Linked DNA regions of Mus musculus: regions 1, 2, 4 and 5 are each linked to region 3. Evidence: chromatin contacts called from public promoter capture Hi-C data. All regions are on one chromosome and are shown on one strand. Each heading gives the region's core, a stretch centred on a gene start, on an enhancer-like site or on the middle of the called end of the contact. The rest is flanking DNA. Distances are from core to core; before and after follow the strand shown.

Region 1 (4,599 bases), core at 1,817-4,316, 2.6 Mb before region 3:
TGATTTCCATGACTCTCTGACTGCAGCATAGCCAGCATCTGCCATCATAGCCCACTTAGCATCCTATCCTACTCGCACTGTTTTCAGGGATTGCGACACATTCCCCCAGCCATTTCGGGGAACAGATCTGTACTTTGTGTGTCTGGATAGGGTGTGTATGAGCTCAGATACGGAGGTCTAAGATGCTCAAGAGGTTGGTTACCGCGTTGTTGTGTAGTGACAAAGAACTGTGGTAAATAATCTTAGGCTAATGAATGATACTGAAGAGTACTTCCAATGCAAGAAATGAACAACCAACATTTGTCTACTTCCAAAAAGAAAGAAGAAATATATATTCCAGCCCTTTGATTGTATTTTAATTGGGTTATTTGGGCTGGCCAACAGATTAACAGGTTAAGGTGTCTGCTGCTATAATTTTTTAATCCATAGGACCAAATGAAGTGGGAGAACTGACTCCCTCAAGTTGTCCTGACTTCCTGTCATGTGCCCCTGTGCCAAGGCATGTGCCCCACCACACACACAGACACACACACACACACACACACACTGTGCACACACACACACACACAGAGTTGGGTTTTTAAAAAAAAATTTTTAAGATTTGTTTATTTATTTATTTATGTCAGCACACTGTTGCTCTCTTCAGACACAGCAGAAGAGGGCATCGGATCCCATTACATATGGTTGTGAGCCACCATGTGGTTGCTGGAAATTGAATTCAGGACCTCTGGAAGAGCATCCAGTGCTCCTAACCACTGAGCCATCTCTCCAGCCCCACAGGGTTTGTTTGTTTGTTTTGTTTTTGGAGACACAGATTGACTATGCAGCTCTGGCTGGTTTAGATCTTGCTATGTAGTTCAGGCTGGCCTTAAACTCACAGAGATCCACCAGCCTCCCTGCCTTCTGAATGCTAGGATTCAAGGCACTACTTGAATCAACAACTGCATATTTACTGCTGCTCCTGTTCACACCAGACATGAGGTGGAAGGAACTCAAATGTTCATTATCAGAGAAAACACACTGTTAGCAAGTCCTGGTAGCAAATGCCTGCTTGTAATCTCAGCACTTGGGATTAAGTGTTTGAAGATCGATAGCATGGAGTTCAACTATATAGCCTAGGTTATACAGTGTTCCCCCCAAAACAAATCCCTGCCCCGCCCCCCAAAGAAAGTGTGGTACAAAATTCAAGAGCATATTATTCAACATTAAAATTGAAAGATATCCTTTTCAATAAACCTTGAAGACATTCTTCTCAGTGAAATATGCTAGTTACACAAACAAGAGTTTATGATTCTAGTTACACGGAAAGAGAAATTATTGGGTTTGGGGTGGGAGCTGAGACAACTCACTTCAGAGATGGAAGCTTTAAAAACAAAAGCTTTATTTTCTGAGCACTCAGGGAGGCAGCTAGTATGGGGTCTGAACCTCGTCCTGGAAGGGAGATTGTACTTTTTGTTTTGTTTTGTTTTTGTTTTTCGAGACAGGGTTTCTCTGTGTAGCCCTGAGAGGGGAGCTGGGGGGAGCTGCAGTCTTATCCAATTGTGTTTTGACATTATAAGTTAAACAAGGGAGTACTGGGCCATATCCAGGGCACCTGGTTTCAAGGCCCTTAATTCCATTAGGTGCAGAGCTCAGAGTGATAAGGAAGCAGGGGTGGGGTGGGGTGGGGTGGGGGTGGGGAGGAGTGGGTCAGCTGCATGTAGTTAACTAGTGCATACCAGGCAATTAGTTATATATTTTTAAAACTTACACACCTTGATTTAGATAATAGCAATTCCTCTGCTCTCTACCAGTTAACAGACAATTAGGAAAACATGTAGACTTGGGACAGGTGTTCGTTCCTAGGTCTGGGAACATGAACTTGCTTGACCCTGCCAGCAAGATGGAGAAGTTGTCCCTGAGATGGCTGGACTCAGATAACTGTCTCCTTACACATTGTCCCTGAGGAGATGCGTTCACACAGACAACTGTTTACAACAGAAGCTGTTCTGATATAGGGAAGTCCCCAGCTTCCCTAGAGACTGGGACCGTGAATTAAGTTTCTCCCTATGATTAAATGGGAGTCTGGAAATGAAATGGTAGCACTTGGAATACGTTTCTTTCGCTTGTTCTCAACAAAACCATGAGCATTGGGTCCCAGGGGCAGGAAGAGGGGAGGAATGGGGTTTGTCATTCAGGGGTTTTGTTTCAGCTTTTTAGAAATGAAGGATTTGTTTTTCTGTAGGAGACCAAACTCAGTGCCTCACTCACAGCTCTACCTTTTAACTACCACCTGGAACAACCTTTTAGGATTTTGACATGACAGTGTTCCAAAGGCATGCTGTATATATAGCAACGTAAACAGCATTCTTAACACTTCTGGGTTTTGTGTTTACAGTTAAATAGTAAACTAAGCTGGGGTCTGGTCATCCAGACCTGAAATCCAGGCTATTTAGGACCTAGGTGGACTTTGAGTACCAGGTCAACCGGGGTAACTTGGTGAGGCTTTAACAAACAACAAAGTATGGTAATGGGCGGCTGTAGATTTAAGTACACGGAAATGGAAGCTGGAAAATGGTGATTTTGAAGTCAACCTGGGCCAGCCAGGATGACAAAAAATAAAATATAGAAAATGAAAAGAAACTGGGTGTGGTGGCTCCCACCTCTATGGCATCTGGAAGACTAAAGCAGGATTGCTACAAACTGAAGACCACAGAAACCTCCCCAAACAACAACAAAAATGGAAATAACGACAAAGGCCTCGCACCACCTTCTTCATGCTTGCATTTGCTTAGCTTGACCAAGCCGGGTTGATTCTTTTCTAACAACAATAAAGGAGGAGACTAGGGCTAGACTTGGGCTGGGGTAGACTAGGCGCCTGACACGTGCATCCGCAGCGCTCCGCCCACGCAGTGTGGTGCCTTGTTCCCATCCTCCACCCCGCCTCGGCCCCACCCCCGCTTCCGGTTCCCGTGGGTCTGAACTTCATCTCTAGGCGCGAGCTCTGGCCACGCACCCGTAAGTCACCGCCCACCTCCTAGTTTCGGCCAATTGCTGCCTTGACCCCGCCCCTTCCCCGTGCCTTCCTATATCCGGGCTTCTTTCAGTGGCGCTGGGTTGGAAGCATGGAGTTCCAGGGCGAGCGCGGGACCGGTCCTGGTGTTTCTTCGTCTTCTGTAGCCTGCTCGCAGGTCACGGTGTCCAGGGAGCTGCTGACGGCGGGGAGCGAGGGTTCGGGAGGTGAGCGACGGTGGAGAGCGGGGTGGGTTGGAGGGACACGGAACGCTGCTGGGTCAGGGACACTGCGGGACCCGGGAACGCTACTGGAGACACTGCAGGAGGTTGGGGATGCTACCGGGGACCGGGCACGCTGCGGGGTTCTGGGACACTGAGGCGCCCGAGACGCGGCAGGGCCGGGGAAGCCAAGGAGCTCGAGACGCTGTGGGGAGTCGGGGGTCCGGGTTATTGCGGGGCCGCGGACGCCGAGGAGCCAGAGACCCTGCGATGGCTAGGGATGCCGGGGAGCCTGGAACGCTGCGGGGGTATGGGACACCGAGAGAGTCCGAGACGCTGCGGAGGTCGGAGATACCGCGGAGTCTGGGACGCTAATTGGGAGGGGATGCCACGGAGCCCGAGACGCTGCCGGGGTCTGTCCGGGGTACGACTAGGCCAGCCCGGCGCTGGGCGGTGGTGGTTCTTTTTTTTTTTTTCCTCTACCTGCCAAGCCGGTCCAGGCCAGGTGGTCCTTGTAGAGTTCATTAGGAACCGCCCAGCCTGGCAGCATTTGGAGAGGCAGAGGCAGGCGTATTTTTGAGTTCGAGGCCAGCCTGGTCTACAAAGTGAGTTCCAGGACAGCCAGGGCTACAGAGAAACCCTGTCTCGAATAAACAAAGAACAAAATACAAAAAAAAAAAAAAAAAAAAAAAAAGTGGGCAAAGGCTTGAGTCTTCAGTGTTTGTTGCTTGGACTGGGCAGTTGGTTTGTTTGGAAAGGTGCAACTCGGAATAATTAATTTTTTAAATTGAGCACCTTCTAGGTAGGAGAGCTAGGCAAGTATATTCTACAAAAAAAAAAAAGCCCAGTCTGACTTGCCCAAGTCTACATAACCGTTTCTGGTTCTCTGTATTATGTACCTCTGGTATGTGGAGGGGGCTATTCTCTCTTCCTACTATGTGGGGAGTGAATAGCGCTTCCAATTTGGGAGGCAAGCACTGTGTCCATAAAACCCTCTTTTTGGGCCCTATTTCTGACTTCTGACTTACCTTTTGTGTGTGTGTGTGTGTGTGTGTGTGTGTGTTTCAAGACAGTGATTCTCTGTGTTGCCCTGATTGTTCTGAAACTTACTCTGTAGATCAGGCAAGCCTCGAACTCTTGCCTGTGCCTCTTAAGTGTTGGGATTAAAGCATATCTGAATTTCTTAACTAAAATCAAAGACTCATTGCAGGTCTACATTTTGCTAACTGTGCTGTTTAAAGTTGTGCGTTGTGCATCCCTGTTGCCTTAAGAGGTCACAAAGTGTCGAATGCTCTGGTACTGGAATTATAGTCCAGTTGAGCCCCCATGTGGGTGCTAGGAATCAAACAAGAGCAGCTAGTGCTTGAGACATAGCCTTGGCTGGCC
Region 2 (4,400 bases), core at 1,887-4,386, 2.9 Mb after region 3:
GGGCAGAGAGCACACATAGAGGACAGATGTGGGGAAACAGAGAGGGCAGAGAACACACATAGAGGACAGATGTGGGGAAACAGAGGGCAGAGAACACACATAGAGGACAGATGTGGGGAAACAGAGCACACATAGAGGACAGATGTTGGGAAACAGAGCAGGGCAGAGAGCACACATAGAGGACAGATGTGGGGAAACAGAGCAGGGCAGAGAGCACACATAGAGGACAGATGTGGGGAAACAGAGAGCACACATAGAGGACAGATTTAGGGAAACAGAGCAGGGTAGAGAGCACACACAAAGGACAGATGTGGGGAAACAGAGCAGGGCAGAGAGCACACATAGAGGACAGATGTGGGGAAACAGAGAGGGCAGAGAACACATGTAGAGGACAGATGTGGGGAAACAGAGCAGGGCAGAGAGCACACATAGAGGACAGATGTGGGGAAACGGAGAGGGCAGAGAACACACATAGAGGACAGATGTGGGGAAACAGAGAGGGCAGAGAACACACATAGAGGACAGATGTGGGGAAACAGAGAGGGCAGAGAACACATGTAGAGGACAGATGTGGGGAAACAGAGCAGGGCAGAGAGCACACATAGAGGACAGATGTGGGGAAACAGAGAGGGCAGAGAACACACATAGAGGACAGATGTGGGGAAACAGAGAGGGCAGAGAACACACATAGAGGACAGATGTGGGGAAACAGAGAGGGCAGAGAACACACATAGAGGACAGATGTGGGGAAACAGAGAGGGCAGAGAGCACACATAGAGGACAGATGTAGGGAAACAGAGCAGGGCAGAGAGCACACATAGAGGACAGATGTAGAGAAGCAGCAAAATGGCAGGCACAGTGCAAGGAGTGTTTCCATACTGGAACCAGCTATTTGGGGATTCAAATGGTCAGAAATGACTGAATTTACACAACTAAAACTATTCTCAAATCAAGCTCCTCCCTTCACCTTCTTAGCTAGCTAACTACACTAGTTACCATGACAACCGGTCACAAGCAGAGACATCAGTAAAGAAATGCAGGACAAACAACACACACCTTCCCCTGTGTTTGTTAGAATGAGGGGCTAAGGCAGTTAGGACAGGGTTCTTTAAGGCACACAGTCATATTCAAGCTAACCTTCAGTATATATGCCACTGTCTCTTGATCTTTAGGTCTAACTCAGGGTTCTAACAATCTGCAGAAATGAGTCTTGATGTAAGAAAAAGTAGACAACATTGATGTCTGGGTGGTAGTCTATGCTGGCAAATTAAAAATAAAGGGAGAAGTAGAAGGGCTAGGCAGGATGTAGAAATCCTGGTTTACCTGGGGCCAAACTGTACCATGAAACACAGCATCAATTTCTTCTGCTTTGAACTGATAGGATTCCCAATCCAAAAAGATATCAGTGACCATCTTGATTCCCAAACGTCTTAAATTTTTCAGTGGGTTAATAAATCTCAACTGAATCTGTAAACAAAGATATTTTTCAAACATAAACATCACACATATATACACCTCTCACAGAAACATACATACATACATAACATACACACACACACACACACACACACACACACACACACACTCACTCACACACACACACACCTGATCTCTGTAGAGAGGCACTCTTGTTTGTGTGGCAGGAAAAGAGACCCAGCCTGGAGGAGATGCTATTGGTATTTAATAACACTGGCTGCTCTTGCACAGGACACAGGCTCAGTTCCCAGCATCCACATCCAACTCTAACTCCACTTCTAGGGGATTCAATGTCCTTTTCTGGCCTCTGAGGGCACTGCATGTACACAGTGCACAGATATACAGCCAAAACACTCATATGCACAAAACAATAATAAAAACACGCCTTTAATCTCAGCACTTGGGGAGGCAGAAGGTGGATTTCTGAGTTCAAGGCCAGCCTGGTCTACAAAGTGAATTCCAGGACAGTCAGGGCTATACAGAGAAACCCTGTCTTGAAAAACCAAACCAAACCAACCAACCAACCAACCAACCAACCAAACAGATGTACCCATGTACAGGCACAGAGGCTGGAGAGTCAGCAAGTGTTAACCAGACATCACGTCTCCTTTCCTGTGTGGTGTGAAACCACAAGAATGCAGCCTCAGAGTGGATTTATTCACTGAGTCTCCAACAATGGCATCATACCCATAGTCCATACTTATATGAGGGACTGAAAATTATGTATAGTTCAATATGTGAAGAGTTTTATAAACCCGGGAAGGGCAGACATTATGCAAAGGCAGAATTTCCAATAGACTATTAAAGAATGAATAGGTCTAGATCCAGAGAGGAAGAGGCAAGGGCCTCAGAGTGATGCCTTCCAAACAAATAATGTCAAAAGCCTCAGAGAGAACTCAAACTGACTACCTTTCTACCTGATCACTATATTGTGGTTGTTAAATATTTAAATGGCAGCACTTTTATATATGACCTTATTTACCTACAGCTTTACCTAAGAATCATCCTAAAACTTAGGGCAACAAAGAAAATCCTCTTACGTAGTTAATGACTTTTTTTTTTCTTTTGGTTTTTCGAGACAGGATTTCTCTGTGTAGCCTTGGCAATCTTAGAACTCACTCTGTAGACCAGGCTGTTCTCGAACTCAAAGATCAATTTGCCTCTACTTCCCCAGTGCTGGGATTCAAGGCATGTGCCACCACCAAAGAATGTCAAGTCTGTTTCTAAGGCACCATGAATAAAACTAAAGGAAGGTACCTGCCAGGAAAAGTCAACACTAATCAACAGATATCTAAACATACAGTAACTCATTTTAAATTCAAGGGACTATGAACAAGGGTACTCTTAATCTGCTGCATAAGCACAAGGATCGTGAAACCTCACACACGGTCTGCCCCGATCCAGTCACCGACTAACAGGCAGACTCAGGAAGTTACACAGTTACAAGCCACTCTGACCTGCTTCCACTCCATTGTGAACACCTGATGTCCTTTGAATCAGGTTTGGTAGAAAAGAAAATCTACGATCACTGATACTTTTAAAAAACTGATAACTTTAAAAAATCATCTGGAGCAAACAACAAACCAGTGTTAGGAAACAAGACCTCAAATAGTGCCCCACTTTGCTCCATCCCTGCTTCTCCCCAGGCCAGGACAGGCACATCCTATCCATTTGTAGAACTATTGTTCCAGCTGTCCAGTTTACTCCATGATTGCTGACCAAACTAGAGGAAAGCTGGGAAATAGGCAGTTGTAGATTTTATGTATATTTATGTATGAGTCACTGCTTCAATGTACAAACATCACAAAACCATTTACAACCTTAACAACACACACTTCACGTCAGCCAACACCCCAGAGGCTATCAGAGCCATAAAAAGCAAGTGTATAACTGAGCTCAAACGCACACTCAGACAAAACCACCATGGGGCGACTTACTATGCCTCTTAGAGGAACTCCTTGGACTTGTTTAAAAGAGCAAGAAGCCCCACATCCGTGAAAAAGCTTAACACCTCACTAACTAATGAACCATGAAATTGCACAAAATGATCCTCTGAGTTACGAAACACTGGCTTGGGAGCCAGGCCCATTACTGAGTAACTTCTAAGTTAATCAAAAGTCCAAAGGATGAATCTTTATGAAACTTGACACCCTTCATGACATAACATGTGCACAACACTTCAGCTTGCTCTAAAGCACAAGTGGCAAGTGTCATCTTCTCTTTTAAATCTGCATACAACACAATTTTCCATGACCTCTTTTCGGTGTCACCCTTGGCTTCTCTAAGCAAAGCCTCTTTCCCACAAAGCAACCAAGGCATTTTTCCCCCTTTTTGACTCAGGGTTGTACTATATAGTCCTTGCTCTCCTGAAACTTAATATATAGACCAGGCTGGCCTCCAACTCAAGAGATCCACCTGCCTCTGCTTCCAGAGAGTTGGCTAGCACACCTGGATAAAACAGCAATTTTTAAAAAAAAATGTAGCCCAGGCTAACCTCGAACTCATGGTCCTCCTTCGTCTGCCTCAAGTGAATCTTACTGCTATGTCCAACCACAGCCGACGTACAGCAGTGTCTTTATCAATCCCCTGTTCAAGGTGTGTCGAGAGTCCCCAGCAGGCAGTATGTTCACTCTCTCATGTAGGTCCATGTTGTAGCGCCAACCTTACTTACTGAATGCTCACTGCGCTCCAGACACCTCTGCTTCTCTCTTCTTAGACCATACCATACCTGTGCTACCTCAGGGGTCAGCTCTGGTCAACCATTCATCATCAAGGCTGGTTTATGTCTATCCAAAAAGCAGCTTAAGACTTTGACAACCACTTCTACTTAAGACTGCATTTGGAAGGCACTGGATATATTATGAATCAACAGAGACGGCTCAGAGGCAAAAATCTGAGGCTGGATCTTTACTTCAAATCCCAAC
Region 3 (4,604 bases), core at 1,120-3,619:
TTTGTTTGTTTGTTTGTTTGTTTTTCAACACAGGATAGCCTTGGCTGTACTGGAACTCACTCATAGACCAGGTTGGCCTTGAACTCCTAGATATCCACCTGCCTCTGCTTCCTGGGTGCTGGTATCAAAGGTGTGCACCACCACCATACACCATCCTCTTTTTATTTTTATTTTTATTTATTTATTTTTTTCGAGACAGGGATTCTCTGTATAGCCCTGGCTGTCCTGGAACTCACTTTGTAGACCAGGCTGACCTCATACTCAGAAATCTGCCTGCCTCTGCCTCCCAAGTGCTGGGATAAAGGTGTGTGCCACCACGCCCGGCGCACCATCCTCTTTTTATTTTGTCTTTTTAGACACAGTCTCACAGGCCGCCCTGACTGACTTTGGGACAGTCTCACAGGCCACCTTGACTGGCTTTGGGACACAGTCTCACAGGCTGCCCTCTCTGGCTTTGACTCACTCTGCAGCCCAGGCAGGCCTTGAACATTCTTTTCTTTTTAAGATTTATTTTACTTTTGAAATTGCAGTTATTTCTTTTATATTTTTCTTGAGATTATAATATAGTCACACCAATTCCCCCTTTCCTTCCCTCCCTCCAAACCTTCCCATATATACCTCCTCCTCAAACTTTTTCAAATTTATGGTCTCTTTTTTTTTATTAATTGTTGAAACATACATATATGGATATTATAAACATATATATTCTTCAACACATAAGTCAGACTCGCTAACACAGCTGTCTAAGTACGAGCAGAACAAGGGCAAACAGCAATAGACACACTACTGTGTCTATAGGGGAAAGCAACAGCAATAGACACACTACTGTGTCTATAGGGGAAAGCAACAGCAATAGACACACTACTGTGTCTATAGGGGAAAGCAACAGCAATAGACACACTACTGTGGACAGGGAAAGCCCCTGAAGCCCCAGCCCTCCCCAGGGAACTACAGGCTACTAAGGATGAGACATAATCTTCCCCCAGAGAAAAGCACACCAACTGGTTATCCAACACCTCATGGTCAGCCCGGAATGCACATCTACAGGTAGCATTATGCAGGCCTTGAACTTGCAGCCATCCTGCCAAGGCTCCCAACAGAGCTGGGATTGTATAGGTAAGCAGCCCAACAGAGCTGGGATTGTATAGGTAAGCAGCCCAACAGAGCTGGGATTGTATAGGTAAGCAGCCCCAGGCACACCCCTGGTCTCCTTTTTAACTCACTACAAATGCTGTGCTTGGTGTGTGTCTGTAGTTACGTATAAACCTGTAGTGATGCATTTCTTTCTGTGGATCAAAGGCGGTGGCATAATAAATATGCTGTGAATTATAATCATTCCTTCCCCAAACACTTGAGTGATTTATGCTTCCACCCTCCTACAAGTCCTCAACACGGGCAGTTGTTAGTCAGCCTTTATCTGCTTTTATTTTATTTTATTTTATTTTATTTTATTTTATTTTAATATAAAAAACAATCCTGACTGGCTTAGAACTTGTTATGTTAACCAGGCTGGCCTGCCTCTGTCTCTCCAGGGCTAGAATAAAAGGGTGTGCACCCCCACACCTGACTTGCAAGCTTTTTCTTTTTTTTTTTTCCTCTTCCCCCAACCCCCACTTGCAGGCTTTTTTATTTGTTGTCAATCTGGGAAATAAAAACAGATCTATGTCATGTTCGTTTTCAATTATCTCATTTTCTCTTGTCACTCTTAGCAAGGAAGTTCAAAATCTTTGACCTGGCCCTATGAAGGAACTCATGGTCTGGGAGTCTACCCTGGCGAATAGGAATGCTTTCTCAACTAGTGCAAAAGTGATGACGTAAGAACTCATGGTGCCACAGGGAGTTGTTTGCCAGTATAAGCCCATAGGGAGCTACATCTAACATGGGACAACTGATACCGAAAAGGAATAATTATTTCTATTTCATTTGCCTCGATGCAAATTTCCAATTGCTTCAGGCTGATCAGTTAGACTGTAAACTTTAGTAAATATAGAAGCAGAGGGCTCCTTTAAAAAAAAGAAAAAAGAAAAAAAAAACCCAACATGTTAGGGCAACACCCTAGCTTCCAGAAAAGAGTCAAGTCTGGTTGTAAATTCAGGGGGTTTTGCCTCTCGTTTTTAAGTTGGACTTTTCAAGTAGAAGATGCCTTTAATGTGTTGGTTTGCAGGAAATCTGATTTTTCCATGCGATAACACTCTTTGACATTAACCAGTATAGTTGGATTTTTAATGACACTTTCATCTTCAAAGCCCTTTACCAGCACAGATGGATTAATTATTCATTTGTGTGTGTGGTGGTGGTGCGGGGGGGGGGGGGGGGGAGGGGGGGGCGGGGCCCTGAGTGTTAAAAAGACAAGCCTTCAAAGCCAAATCCTTTCTCCTTGGGATTGGGGCTCTCTTCTTTTCAAATGTTGTTTTCCAGTCCTCTGGGGAGGAAATAAACTTAATGATGAGTACAATAGGAAAATACTTCGTGCTATGGGAAGATATTGTTATATCCTGAGTGGGATTAGAAGAGGTTGGGAGGCAGGACTAAAGGTGTGTTTACAGTAAGCACTCCGAGAAATAACTGGCTAAAAGTGTTTGTTACTGTTCGGGCTTTTGATGTGTTTTTACAGAGCAGCAGAAGCACAAAGGGCCCCGCGTTAAACATACCTTAGAACACAATGTGCGGATCCTTACATTCGATGCTAAAGTACATATATTTTGTTCTTGATTCCTTTGAAAAGTGTCTAATTTGGTTTTTAAAGATTCTATTTCGCAGAAGAAAACCTCGGGCTTCCCCGGAGGTCCAAGGAGGACTTGACACATCGTCTAACCACAAGAGAGCAGTCTTCCCTTTGATGAGCGCTTCTTCTCCACCTCCCCAGAAATGAAAGAGCAGAGAGGTATGTTTGCAAACACTCTGAAAGCTCTTTCCATCAGACCTGAACGCCGGAAACCACAAAGGGCAGTCAAGTTTGGATTTTCAAGGAGAACGCCGGAGTAAACTTTCGCTCTGTTGGCCAGCCGATCAGCCAGTGCCTGGGGAGGCTCTCTGCTCAATTCCTGAACAAGTTCGGGCTCCCGGATAGCCACACTTGCTGACCCAAGGAGTGAATTACAACAATTGGGCAGCTTTGAAAGATCAATCTGCTTAGAGTGCGACCGTCTATCCAGGCTGGGAACCCTATGTTAACTCTTAAACTAAGATCAGAGGAAGCACATGGATACAAGCGTTGATGAGGCGAGCCCTCTATCTTTGCCCCTTCTTCTCTGAAGCTTTATAAAGACCCAAGAAGAGCAACCTGCTTCGGAAATCATGCAAAGTTCACTCCAAGTGTGCTCAGGTACCTAACTTCTGGACCTAGAAACTTCTCCAGAGACAGACCGGGAAGTCTGGATGGACCAGAATCTCCGCTACGACAGCTTCCAGTCTCGTCTTCAAGGTGAGAGAGTCATCTGCGTGCTTTTTCGCAGAGAATGGAAAAACGCAGATCGGCCGGACTGCTTGCCCTGCCGTCCGCGCTACGTACAGCGCCGCTGGGCGCGCTGCCCGGGAGGGAGCCCTGCAGGGTCTCGGTGCGCCAGGATGCCGCGGACTGCGCGCGGAGACGGCCGTACTCGTCCCTGCCGCTTGGGGGCGTCGCCGAGCCCGCCTTTTTGCGCCAACGCAACGAGCGCGAGCGGCAGCGCGTGCGCTGTGTGAACGAGGGCTACGCGCGCCTCCGCCAGCACCTGCCGCGCGAGCTGGCGGGCCAGCGGCTCAGCAAGGTGGAGACGCTGCGCGCCGCCATCAGCTACATCAAGCAACTGCAGGAGCTGCTGGAGCGCCACCGGCCGGACTGCAACAGCGATGGCGAGTCCAAAGCATCCTCCGGAGCCTCGCCCTGCAGCGAGTCTGAGGAGCGTAGCTAGCAGCATCCTAGCCCACTGGGCTTTCATGGTTGCTTCTCCGGGCCTAGATCTTTAAAACAAAACCAAAAACCAGAAAACAACTAAGTGCTTCTGGATCTAGGAAAGAAAGGTAATTGAATGTTTAGAGAGTTTGGTTTTTTTTTTTTTTTTTTTTTTTTGTCCCCTTTCACCTTCATTGGTTCCGAGTTTGCAGCTTAAAAATGCTTAAGGAAACTCAATTCTCGTATTTTTGAAGCACAGAAGGGCCATCTCAAATCTATGCGGTGATTTTAAAAACACAAAGGACTTTAAGAAACCTTAGCCAGAGAAGAAACACACACACACACACACACACACACACACACACACGAGACAGTCCTTCACGCGAGAGGAACATTCTCACTCATTCCTTCCAATTGGGAAATGCACTGGAAATCTCAACACCTCACTGAGGGTAGGACACTCCATAAGACATTTGTGGAGCATCTGCTGGACCTGAACGTCGCTGTGCTAAAAAGGACAATGCTTGACCTATCTTGCTTCGTCCGCAAGAGGTAGATCGGAAACTTTAGCAGCTAATAAAGTGCCGCGAAGTTAATGATCTTTTTGGAGGAGCTCTGAATGGCCATCTTCTCTCCCGGTTTCTGCCCACTGTTTCTCTTGCCCTTTTGTCTATGTGTTCCCCTGTACAGTTCTCATCCCGTCTAACCTTTGCTTGGAAAAAATAAAAAA
Region 4 (4,802 bases), core at 1,572-4,071, 2.4 Mb after region 3:
CCCTGGCTGTCCTGAAACTCACTTTGTAGACCAGGCTGGCCTCGAACTCAGAAATCCCCCTGCCTCTGCCTCCTGAGTGCTGGGATTAAAGGTGTGCGCCACCACGCCAGGCTGCAGAGGACTTTTGTAACTTTTGTTCTTTGTCTTCCTGTTCTGCCATGCTGGGGATTAAGCCCAGAGTTTTGTACATGTTTGCTAAGTGCTCCTATCTACTGATATAGCCCTGGATATCCTGGAACTCATTGTGTAGACCAGGTTGGCCTCGAACTCACAGAAATCCTGCCTCTGTCTTCCAAGTGCTGGAATTAAAAGCCTGTGTGACCTTTTTTACTTTAGTTCTTGATGTCTGCTTCGAGATGTCTAGCTCTTGCCTGTATCTGGCCATTATATCAATGGCTTAGAGACAGCCCAGTGCCCACCCCCGCTGTTAAAGAGGTAATAATCAATCCCACATCCCCAGGCACACTTGGGCAATCATGTTTGTTTTGGATTATAGTTCCTACCGATGTGAGGTCCATCCTGTGCCGTGGAGCCCCATAATTCATCACTCCTTAGAGCCTTCCTTGTTAATGTGTAAGCCCCTTTCTTGGAGTGCCTGTGTGTTCAGTATGTCACAAGTGTGTCACCTCATTCAGCTCATTGCTCCACTCTGGTTATCTCCCATAGATAACCAGATTCACTTTAAGGGAATGCCTTAAACTGCATCCGACACAATGGTTCCAGCCTTGCCTCTGACAGACTGGCTGGATCCATATCACATAGTAGCTGGGAGTGAACTTCAGATCTAGGAAAAGCATAGCTATTACGTCCTCAGGAGGGGAGCAAGGACGAGAAGAGCTCAATCTTATACACGTCCAAGCGAGTGGATTGTGGTTCATTAATGAGAGAAGGGACACAGGTGCTGGCACCCAGGACTGAGATGTGCTCTGAGGAACCATTCCAAGGGTTTTTCAGGGACACAAGGCCAACTACTAAAGTCTTCTTCAGGGCTGGAGAGATGGCTCAGAGGTTAAAAGCACTGACTGCTCTTCTAGAGGTCCTCAGTTCAATTCCCAACACCCACAGGGTAGCTCACAACATCTGTAACGGGATCTGATGCCCCCTTCTGGTGTGTCTGAAGACAGCTACAGTTCTCTGTCTCTCTGTCTCTGTCTCTGTCTCTGTCTCTCTCTCTATATATATATGTACACACACACACACACACACACACACACACACACACACACGCACATATAATCTTTAAAGTCTTCCTCAAAGGACACAGATACCCAGATACCCGTCATTTAACATGGAAATGTTAAAGAGGATCAAGCTGTTGTGAGGCTATGCCAGTACCTGGCAAATACAGAAGTGGATGCTCACAGTCACCTATTTGATGGAACACAGGGCCCCTAATGAAGGAGCTAGAGAAGAACCCAAGGAGCTGAATGGGTCTGCAACCCTATAGGTGGAACAACAATATGAACTAATCAGTACCTCCCCTACCAGAGCCGTGTCTCTAGTTGTATATGTAGCAGAGGATGACCTAGTCGGCCATCAATGGGAGGAGAGGGCCTTTCTTTTGAAGATCATATGCCCCAGTACAGGGGAATGCCAGGGCTAAGCAGCAGGAGTGGGTGGGTTGGGGAGCAGGGTGGGGGGAGGGTATAGGGGACTTTGGGGATAGGGTTTGAAATGTAAATGAAGAAAATATCTAATAAACAAAAAAGGAGGATCAAGCTGTTGTCCCAGCTGTGGATAAAGGACCCTCAGGAAAGACGGAGACTAAGTAGGAAACAAAGTAATAAATAAGGGCAAGAAACTTCACAGGTTTTGACAACTTGAGGACTCTGACTTTAGAGGCACCAGGTCCAGAGGAGTATGAGGCAGGTCCATCCTAAAGGTGCTGCTGTTGGCACAAGGGGTCCAGGGTTGCTTTTACGCCAATGACCTACTGGTGTATCTCCACCAGTTTAAACCTCCATTTTCTTTCATGGAAAAGAAATTTTAGCTGTTAGAAATGAGCCCCCTGTGGTGGTGAAGACTTTTAAATCCCAGCACTAGAGAAGCAGAAGAAGGTAGACTTGTGTATACCACCCTAGACTTCAGGCCAACCTGGGCTACATAGGGAGATCCAGTCTCAGAGACAGAGAGGGGGAGAGGGAGGGAGGGGAGGAGCCAGGAGTTGTTGGGAAGAGAAATAAGTGAGCGGTTTGCCACATGCCTGGATCTACTTACAATAAATGGTATCTTAGGAACTCTCCTTGTCTGAGTGTCACCAAAGAAGGCTCTCCCCAAGATTTTATCCCATACCCCAGGTCTAAAGGTGCCACCAGCTGTCTAGCTGTCTGCTTGATGCGCGGCTCTGAGCACTGTTTCTCATTAAAGGCAGAACCCACACGTGCTTCCTGACTCTCTAAACTTGCCCGGGGATCCCAGAGATTATCTTGTCACACCTTTCCACTACCTCAAGAATTTCCACTACCCATGCCTGGCTTGCACGCCTTCCCTCCCTCTCAGCTCACCTGGTCCCTCCCTCACGCTCCTCTTGCCCCTCACCTGATATAGGGGAGAAAGGGGTTGACGTGCCCAGAGAGCACCGCGACCACGTAGGAGATGATGAAGGCTGCGGACGACCAAGTCACCAGGAGGAAGGGGACGAAAGCCATTCCCCTGAGGAAGCACAGCATCGCGGTGAGAGGGCGCTGAGCTCGTCGGACCAAGAAGCTGGCTTGCTGCGGACTGCCTGGAGGCGGTGGCCAAGACACAGACAGCTAACGGCGCGGCGGGACAGAGACTCCGGGACGGCCGGGACAGGCCCAGCCCCGGAGGGAGGGAAGCGCTCAGAGACCCGAGGGCGGAGGGCGGACGGGCAGCCGGGTGGGTGGGGCGCGGGCGGTCCTGGCTTGTTGCGAAACCGGTGAAGTCACAAAGCGGCAGCCTGGTCCCGCGGAGCTAGAGCGCGCAGCCACCTCCCCGCCCACGCCACGCCACGCGGGACCGCTCGGCTTCCTTTCGCTTTTGCTTGATACAGCGACGGGTGGGTGCGGCGGGAGACGCGGGACCCCGCGAGGCTGGCCAGCTCTTGGGCAAGTCCCGCCAAACTGGCTGGATTCCCAGCTCCTCCTTCCCTTGGGGGTTTTTCCTCTGAGCCTCTCTCTCCAGCACCCACTGAGCTTCCTTCCAGAGCCTTGGCCACCAGTGATGCGCACCCCATCGGGTCCCGCTATGGGTTCTGGGGTTCAGGCAAAGGGGCTCAGTGGTGTTTGGGCCACTGGGCATGGACGTCACATACACCTTTGTGATAAGCAGCGGGAAAGCCAAATCGCATAGTAACCAGGCCTGATAGCACAAGTCTGTCATCCCTGCTGCCTGGCTACTAAGGAGGCTGAAGCAGGAGGATCACAAGTTCAAGGTCTGAATTCGCAGCTTAGTGAGCCGCCCTCTAAAGAGCTGGAAATTTAGCCCAATGGTAGAGCACTTGCCTAGAATGGACAAAGGATCTAATTCAGGCAAGTGACAGAAAGGGTTGGATCCAGCCCTGGCCCACCCACCAAAAGCTACTTGGAGTATATATCTGTTCCCACCAATTCTACTTGGAGTATTTATTTCCTAGCAGCAAGACAAGATGACTTGATCCATTTCAGATCCACCCAGCCAGACACCACCTAAACCAAACCAATTGGTGTTCCTGAAGCACTGGCCAGCTCTGCGGGTCTGAGCTATAGTTTGGGAATTCTGAGCCCACTTTTGGCCATAGATGACCTAATACAGGTTCATCTCAGCCACATAAATGTGCCTTGTGTGCCATACCATGCTAGGGAATAGCCTACAGGGATTGTGAGTTCCTGTCCTGACTTCCTTTGGTGATGAACAGCAATGTGGAAGTGTAAGCTGAGTAAACCCTTTCCTCCCCAACCTGCTTCTTGGTCATGATGTTTGTGCAGGAATACAAACCCTGACTAAGATACAAGGTAAAGCTGTATACCCAAAGACAAATGCAGACTACTTAAGGGATTTTTGTTAATTACAATGAATATGCTAATTTTGAGGAAAGCCAGCATAATGATGATTCATTTCAATTGCCAACTTAATGATATTAGGAGATACCTAGAATATTAATGTAACACACCATGGATGTGTCTCTGAAGGCATTTCCCAAAAAGGCTTAACTTCAAGCAAGCAGCACCATCCCATGGGCTCTGAGTGAATAAAAAGGAGAGGAAGAGAAAGCCAGGGGAACATTTTCTCCCTCCCTCGGTGCTTCAGATCAAGTTGGTCTACTGTGTGACTTGCCTGCCATGGTGGGCCGAATTCCTGTGAACTGTGAGCCAAAATAAGTCCTTCCACCTTTAAGCAGCCTTTTCTTAGGTAATTAGTCACAGCAAGGACAGTAATGACTGCAAGTGTGTATGGGGACTGACAACCAAAGGCTGCTGGTGCCAGAAAGCAAAGAGGCAATTAAATCCAAGGCAACACCAAAATCAATCTATTTAGACTTGCCAACAAAAGCATGTCTTGGGTTTCAGGAAATTAGATCATATCGGTCACAATGGAAGACGGAAGGGTTGAACTGCTATGCTATGCAAAAGCCTGCAGCCAACTTTAGGTACCTGGGCTTTCTCTTTCTCCCACTTCTCTATAGGTTTACATATTTATATTGTGTGTGCACACATGATAGCTTGTGCTCAGGCCATGGTATGTGCGTGAAGGTCAGGGCTACTTAGAAAAGCCGAGTCTCTCTTTCTACCATGTGGGTATGCGGATTCTGGGGAATCAAACGTAGAACATCAGGCTTAGCCACAGAGCTCTCTTGCTGGTCC
Region 5 (4,362 bases), core at 1,405-3,904, 2.2 Mb after region 3:
CTTTAGTTTTCTTAAGCCAAATCTTTTGAAATCATAAAAATCCAACCTTCAATTTTGAAAATTCACATAAAACAGACATGCAAATTTGTAATTATAGACACAGATGTCACTAATTAAATCTGTATTTTAAGATAGTTGTTTTGAGACAAATGGTACTATATGTAGTAGATTTGGGGTGGGAGTGTATTGTTCCAAAATAAATGGTTTTCTTTTCTGCTCACTTGAATTGGGAACAGTCTTAGACTTGATTTGAGTAGTAGACTATGAAATAATTAGAATTCTAAGCCTAGGCTTTAAGAGGTTTGTGTGAAATAGTTACTATAGCAAGGCTCTAAAAACTTAGATTCCAGTAGAGTTTCCATTAAGAGTATTTAACTGTGCTGAACTGTTTTTATAAATCATATGTGTTTTATGATGAACACCTAATTTCCTTGACTCTGGTCTCTTTTGGTACATGTTGGACAGGGCATGCCTATGAGTCTACTCCCCAGTAAAAACTCTGGCAGAGTTTCTAATAACTTTCCTCAATAGACAACATTCCCCATGACTGTCACAGCCTGTGTCTGGGAGAACTAAGCATGACTCTCTGAGGACATTGAGAAGCCTGGGCTTGGTCTCCCTCAATCTACTTCACATGCCTTTTCCCTTCACTAACACTACCTTGATCCTTTTGCTACAGTGGTTCCCACCTGCAGCTACACCTCAATGTTGACTTTCCTGCTCCTCCTAGCAAATGACCCCTCTGGGGAGACCTAACTCCCAAGCCCGGGTAAGGTGCTGAAGAAAGCATGCAAAGAGAAGTAAGGTATTCCTGCTGCCAACTGATACAACTCACAGCCATGAAAGAGGCAGCTTATCCTGGGGAGACCCCATCAACATGGAAGGTGAGCCGGCAGCACCAGTCATCTGCTCAAGGCTAGCAGAGGAATCAATAACTTAACCAGCCCAAACTGCCGACCCACAGATTCAAAGCAAATACTCGGTTGCTATTGTACAGTGACTATGGTTTTTGATGTTTTGTTACACAGCAAACTGATAATAAGCCAACGAACAAATGAAGCTTCTTAGTGCCAAATACTTTCCATTTAATATTAATTACTTTGTTCCATCTCCTGTGTCCTGATGATGTCAGTCTACAAATGTCTGGTTTTGACACATGAAGAAAATAATGTTCAATGACACGAAGCTAGTAAATAGCCAAAAAAGCATAAATTCAAGATTTCTAAGTTTTCCCTAACTTCTGCATGCATACAGAACCCTTTCAAAATAAGCCTAGATGTGTCTGTATTCTAGGCAGCCATGCTATGGAATCAGTCCCCTCTCTACTTCCAGTCTTCTCTGTGTCTCTTTTTACAAGTCTGCTGTGTGTATATGTTCGCCTTTATGTAAGCACATGTGTATGGAGGCCCAAGGTTGACACTGAGTGTCTTCTCCACTGCTCTCCACCTTGTTGACTTGCCCCGGCATCACTTGTCTACACCTCTAGCACACTGGGGTTGCAAGCAGACTACTACACCAGTGTCTCCGTTAGCCCTGGGGATTTGGATTCCAGTCCTCATAGCTGTCCAGGCGCTTTATCCAGTGAGCCACCTCCCCAGGCCTCACTCACAATTCTCTGATGAGCACCTAGGTTATCTCCTATTTATCTCTTAAAAAACAAAATTGAAGAAGACACAAAAGCATGAGCTATGGGTGATATGATTAGTTTGCCTGAAATATTTTTTTTTTCCATCAACCATTTAAACATGTAAAACCATGTTTAGTTCTAGATCTGGCTATTCACCAACAGGCATCTGGGCTGGCATGCCAATATCCACTGTAGTTCCAGCTTTTCCAGGGTTACCTAACTTTAGATCTGGCTGCCCAGGTATAAGAATGGTCACAAAGCAATCAGGACTATGCCGCCCCCTCTGTTCTACCTCCCAGCCTGTTGTGAAGACTCGATGAGACGCTGGATATGAACAAAACAGAAGGTGTCAGAGGGAATAAACTCTTGCTTTTAAACTGGATTCAAAGTGCACTGGAGCAGAAAATCTGAGACAGGTAGTTGTCGCTGGAAGGTAAAGTGAGAGAGCACCACACTTAGCTAACTATCCCTGCCACCACACCCCTGCATTAGCTGTACCTCGTGATTACCACAAATTTCTCCACGTCCATAATTGGGACTACTTAACAGAATTATAAGGCACCAGTGAAGGAAATAGCCAACCTCCTTATTGCCAGCACTTAGCAAATCTCCATTAAAAGATGACAGGTGACAGTTATTCTTCTTGCCTGGTCCGGAATGGCCCTCTGAAGGATGCAACGACAGAAAATCTGAGAAGCCTGCACTCGTCGTGTGCCAGATCCCCGATCTAACGGACTAAAAGAAGATTTTGATGGGTTTCGGTCTTGCCGAAGCCCTAGCGTCTTTTTTTCCACGGGACACCGTGAAGTCGGGGCGAAGCCACTGCGCAGACAACGCCACTGGCTGGCACGTCGCTGTCACCGAGATGCGTTCGCAGAGCAGCAGCCCGAATGCCCACTGGAACTGCGACCCGGGGGCACAGAAGAGACCAGACCCACCTCGTCCAGTGACCCAGGCTGGGTGCAAGCGGAGGGAGGAGCAGCGCAGCCAGGACGCCGGAAGGCAGAGGTTTGAATCGCCTCGGCGTCCCTTTCAAATCTCGCGGCACGACCTGGGAACCAATCGCCGCGCTCGCCCTCCGACCCGGAAGCAGAGCGGGCGCACGCCCTGGCCACCTATGGTCGGGAGAGCCTTGCCCAGGTCGCCTCCCCTGCTTTAGGTGCGTATCGAGTGCGGTGACCGGGGATCGCCAGCTTGTGCTGCTTCCCCAGGGGCGCTTCCCTGTTCTCCAGAGCTCTTCCTTGTGACCTCGCGAGGTGGGAGTGGGTTTTCTCGGGCGACGCGTGGGGGACACAACTCCAGGGACCCTGGGAATATTGACCCAGGGCTTTAAAGACCTGGAGGTCAGGGGTTGCCATCAAATCCGGACCTCAAGTCCCCTGCATGCCTTATACCTCTCTGCTCTATGGTCTTCTCACCTGCCGGTCCCGCGTAACATGTGTCCAGTCTCTCTGAGATGGGACTTAATCTGAAAAAACTCAGCAGATAACTCAGGATTTTACGTGTTCTTTCTTAGCCTAGGGTGCCTCCTTTTCATTAACAACAAAGTAAAAATTAATTTGCACGTGAGAATGCTATTTCTACAGTACACACTACCTGTCTCGAGACAAATTAGTTGAGGATTGTGACAGGTGTTAATAACGTTAGTATCACACATTACTCCAGAGCCTGTATTTTTTAATCTCCTTATTTTATTGCATGGGTAATGGTTGGTTATAACTATTGCTACCTGATATTATCCTTCAAGGCTCTTGGACTCCATGTGTCTTTAGGCAGGGGTGGGACTTTCCAGTTCATCGGACCCTTGATAGTTCAGGTGGTCTGTCAAATTAGAATGTTAAAGGTCATATAATTCGAACAAATAATGTAGCATAGTCCTGAGATAGGCAGGTGTGTGTATTTGTGTTTTCTCTAGCATGTAGGCCCAACACATGCTAAATCTTTTAAATCCTCAACCTGTTGACGAACTTGGCAAATTTCTTCATAGGCAAAGAAGGGACTATTGGTAGTACCGGCGTTTATGGTACTCTTGCATATGACAGTGTCAGTACAACTTTCCAACTACAAATAGTGCTGCATCTCTATTGCTTAATAATCTTAGGACTCTATTTGTATTAAATTTATTCATGTGTGTGTTAATATAAGCAGACTTCTCTTTTGAGCTGGCTCTGACATTGCTATACCAAGCCCCATTATGATTCTTCTGTTGAATGACAAACACTTTGTAAATTTTGTTTGTGATCCACAGTTTCCTGACAGGCAATAAACAACTATTTGATTCTTACAACTGCTCCAGCTTTGGGATACAAGATGAAGCAAGATGCTACAAGAAATGCTGCGTACACCGTGGATTGCGAAGATTATGTGCACGTGGTAGAATTTAATCCCTTTGAGAGTGGAGATTCAGGAAACCTGATTGCATATGGCGGCAGTAATTATGTGGTTGTTGGCATGTGTACGTTTCAGGTTAGTCCACAAACTATACGGAGTGACAGTAGAGATACTTTATCAGTAATGTGTACAAACCAAAGCTGAACTTAAAAGTATGTTGCTTTTAATACAAGAAAAAAAAATTTTTTGAAGATCTACAGGGAATTCCCGTTACTAATTGTTGAGACATGTGTATACATTATATAGATGATAGATGTAAAAACAATGAAGGTCTTCTTTCACCAATGATTCGTAGAGGTGTATTCTGATAAAGTCCAACATAACTGAGCACACATGTATTTCTA

What was found. Promoter capture Hi-C pulls out the DNA fragments that hold promoters and counts their contacts.
Region 1: a contact with region 3 is called in a promoter capture Hi-C map of liver, with 5 times the contacts expected there. The contact joins the promoter of D10Wsu102e here to the promoter of Ascl4 in region 3. A contact is called at or near these places in 4 of 39 promoter capture datasets (hippocampal neurons, liver and pre-B cells).
Region 2: a contact with region 3 is called in a promoter capture Hi-C map of liver, with 7 times the contacts expected there. The contact joins the enhancer-like site here to the promoter of Ascl4 in region 3. A contact is called at or near these places in 5 of 39 promoter capture datasets (the 3T3-L1 cell line, the C10 cell line, hippocampal neurons and 2 more) and 1 of 115 datasets of contacts at active chromatin or transcription factors (forebrain).
Region 4: a promoter capture Hi-C map of liver shows a contact between it and region 3, with 3 times the contacts expected there. The contact joins the promoter of Dram1 here to the promoter of Ascl4 in region 3. A contact is called at or near these places in 4 of 39 promoter capture datasets (hippocampal neurons, liver and pre-B cells) and 1 of 9 other capture datasets (adipose tissue).
Region 5: a contact with region 3 is called in a promoter capture Hi-C map of pre-B cells, with 5 times the contacts expected there. The contact joins the promoter of Parpbp here to the promoter of Ascl4 in region 3. A contact is called at or near these places in 5 of 39 promoter capture datasets (the C10 cell line, hippocampal neurons, liver and 1 more).

What each region holds. Positions count from the first base shown.
Region 1 is chr10:83,357,155-83,361,753 of GRCm38.p6, forward strand. It overlaps D10Wsu102e (DNA segment, Chr 10, Wayne State University 102, expressed), which reads left to right and starts at 3,067. Exons shown (of 4, transcript NM_026579.3): 1 at 3,067-3,219. The coding sequence starts at 3,105.
Region 2 is chr10:88,781,250-88,785,649 of GRCm38.p6, forward strand. Utp20 (UTP20 small subunit processome component) reads right to left here. Exons shown (of 62, transcript NM_175158.3): 28 at 1,324-1,467. Among named protein-coding and RNA genes, the nearest start is that of Utp20, 43 kb to the right of the region's middle. Within about 2 kb of position 3,137, at least 25 of the 459 cell types and tissues checked have an H3K27ac peak or open chromatin away from gene starts, as enhancers often do. A contact at or near this core is called in liver, where this site is marked.
Region 3 is chr10:85,925,033-85,929,636 of GRCm38.p6, forward strand. It overlaps Ascl4 (achaete-scute family bHLH transcription factor 4), which reads left to right and starts at 2,370. Exons shown (of 1, transcript NM_001163614.2): 1 at 2,370-4,604. The coding sequence starts at 3,459. The coding sequence ends at 3,893.
Region 4 is chr10:88,354,254-88,359,055 of GRCm38.p6, forward strand. It overlaps Dram1 (DNA-damage regulated autophagy modulator 1), which reads right to left and starts at 2,822. Exons shown (of 7, transcript NM_027878.2): 1 at 2,539-2,822. The coding sequence starts at 2,669.
Region 5 is chr10:88,144,287-88,148,648 of GRCm38.p6, forward strand. Parpbp (PARP1 binding protein) reads right to left here and starts at 2,655. Exons shown (of 11, transcript NM_029249.2): 1 at 2,210-2,655. Nup37 (nucleoporin 37) reads left to right here and starts at 2,706. Exons shown (of 10, transcript NM_027191.2): 1 at 2,706-2,786; 2 at 3,876-4,093. The coding sequence starts at 3,938.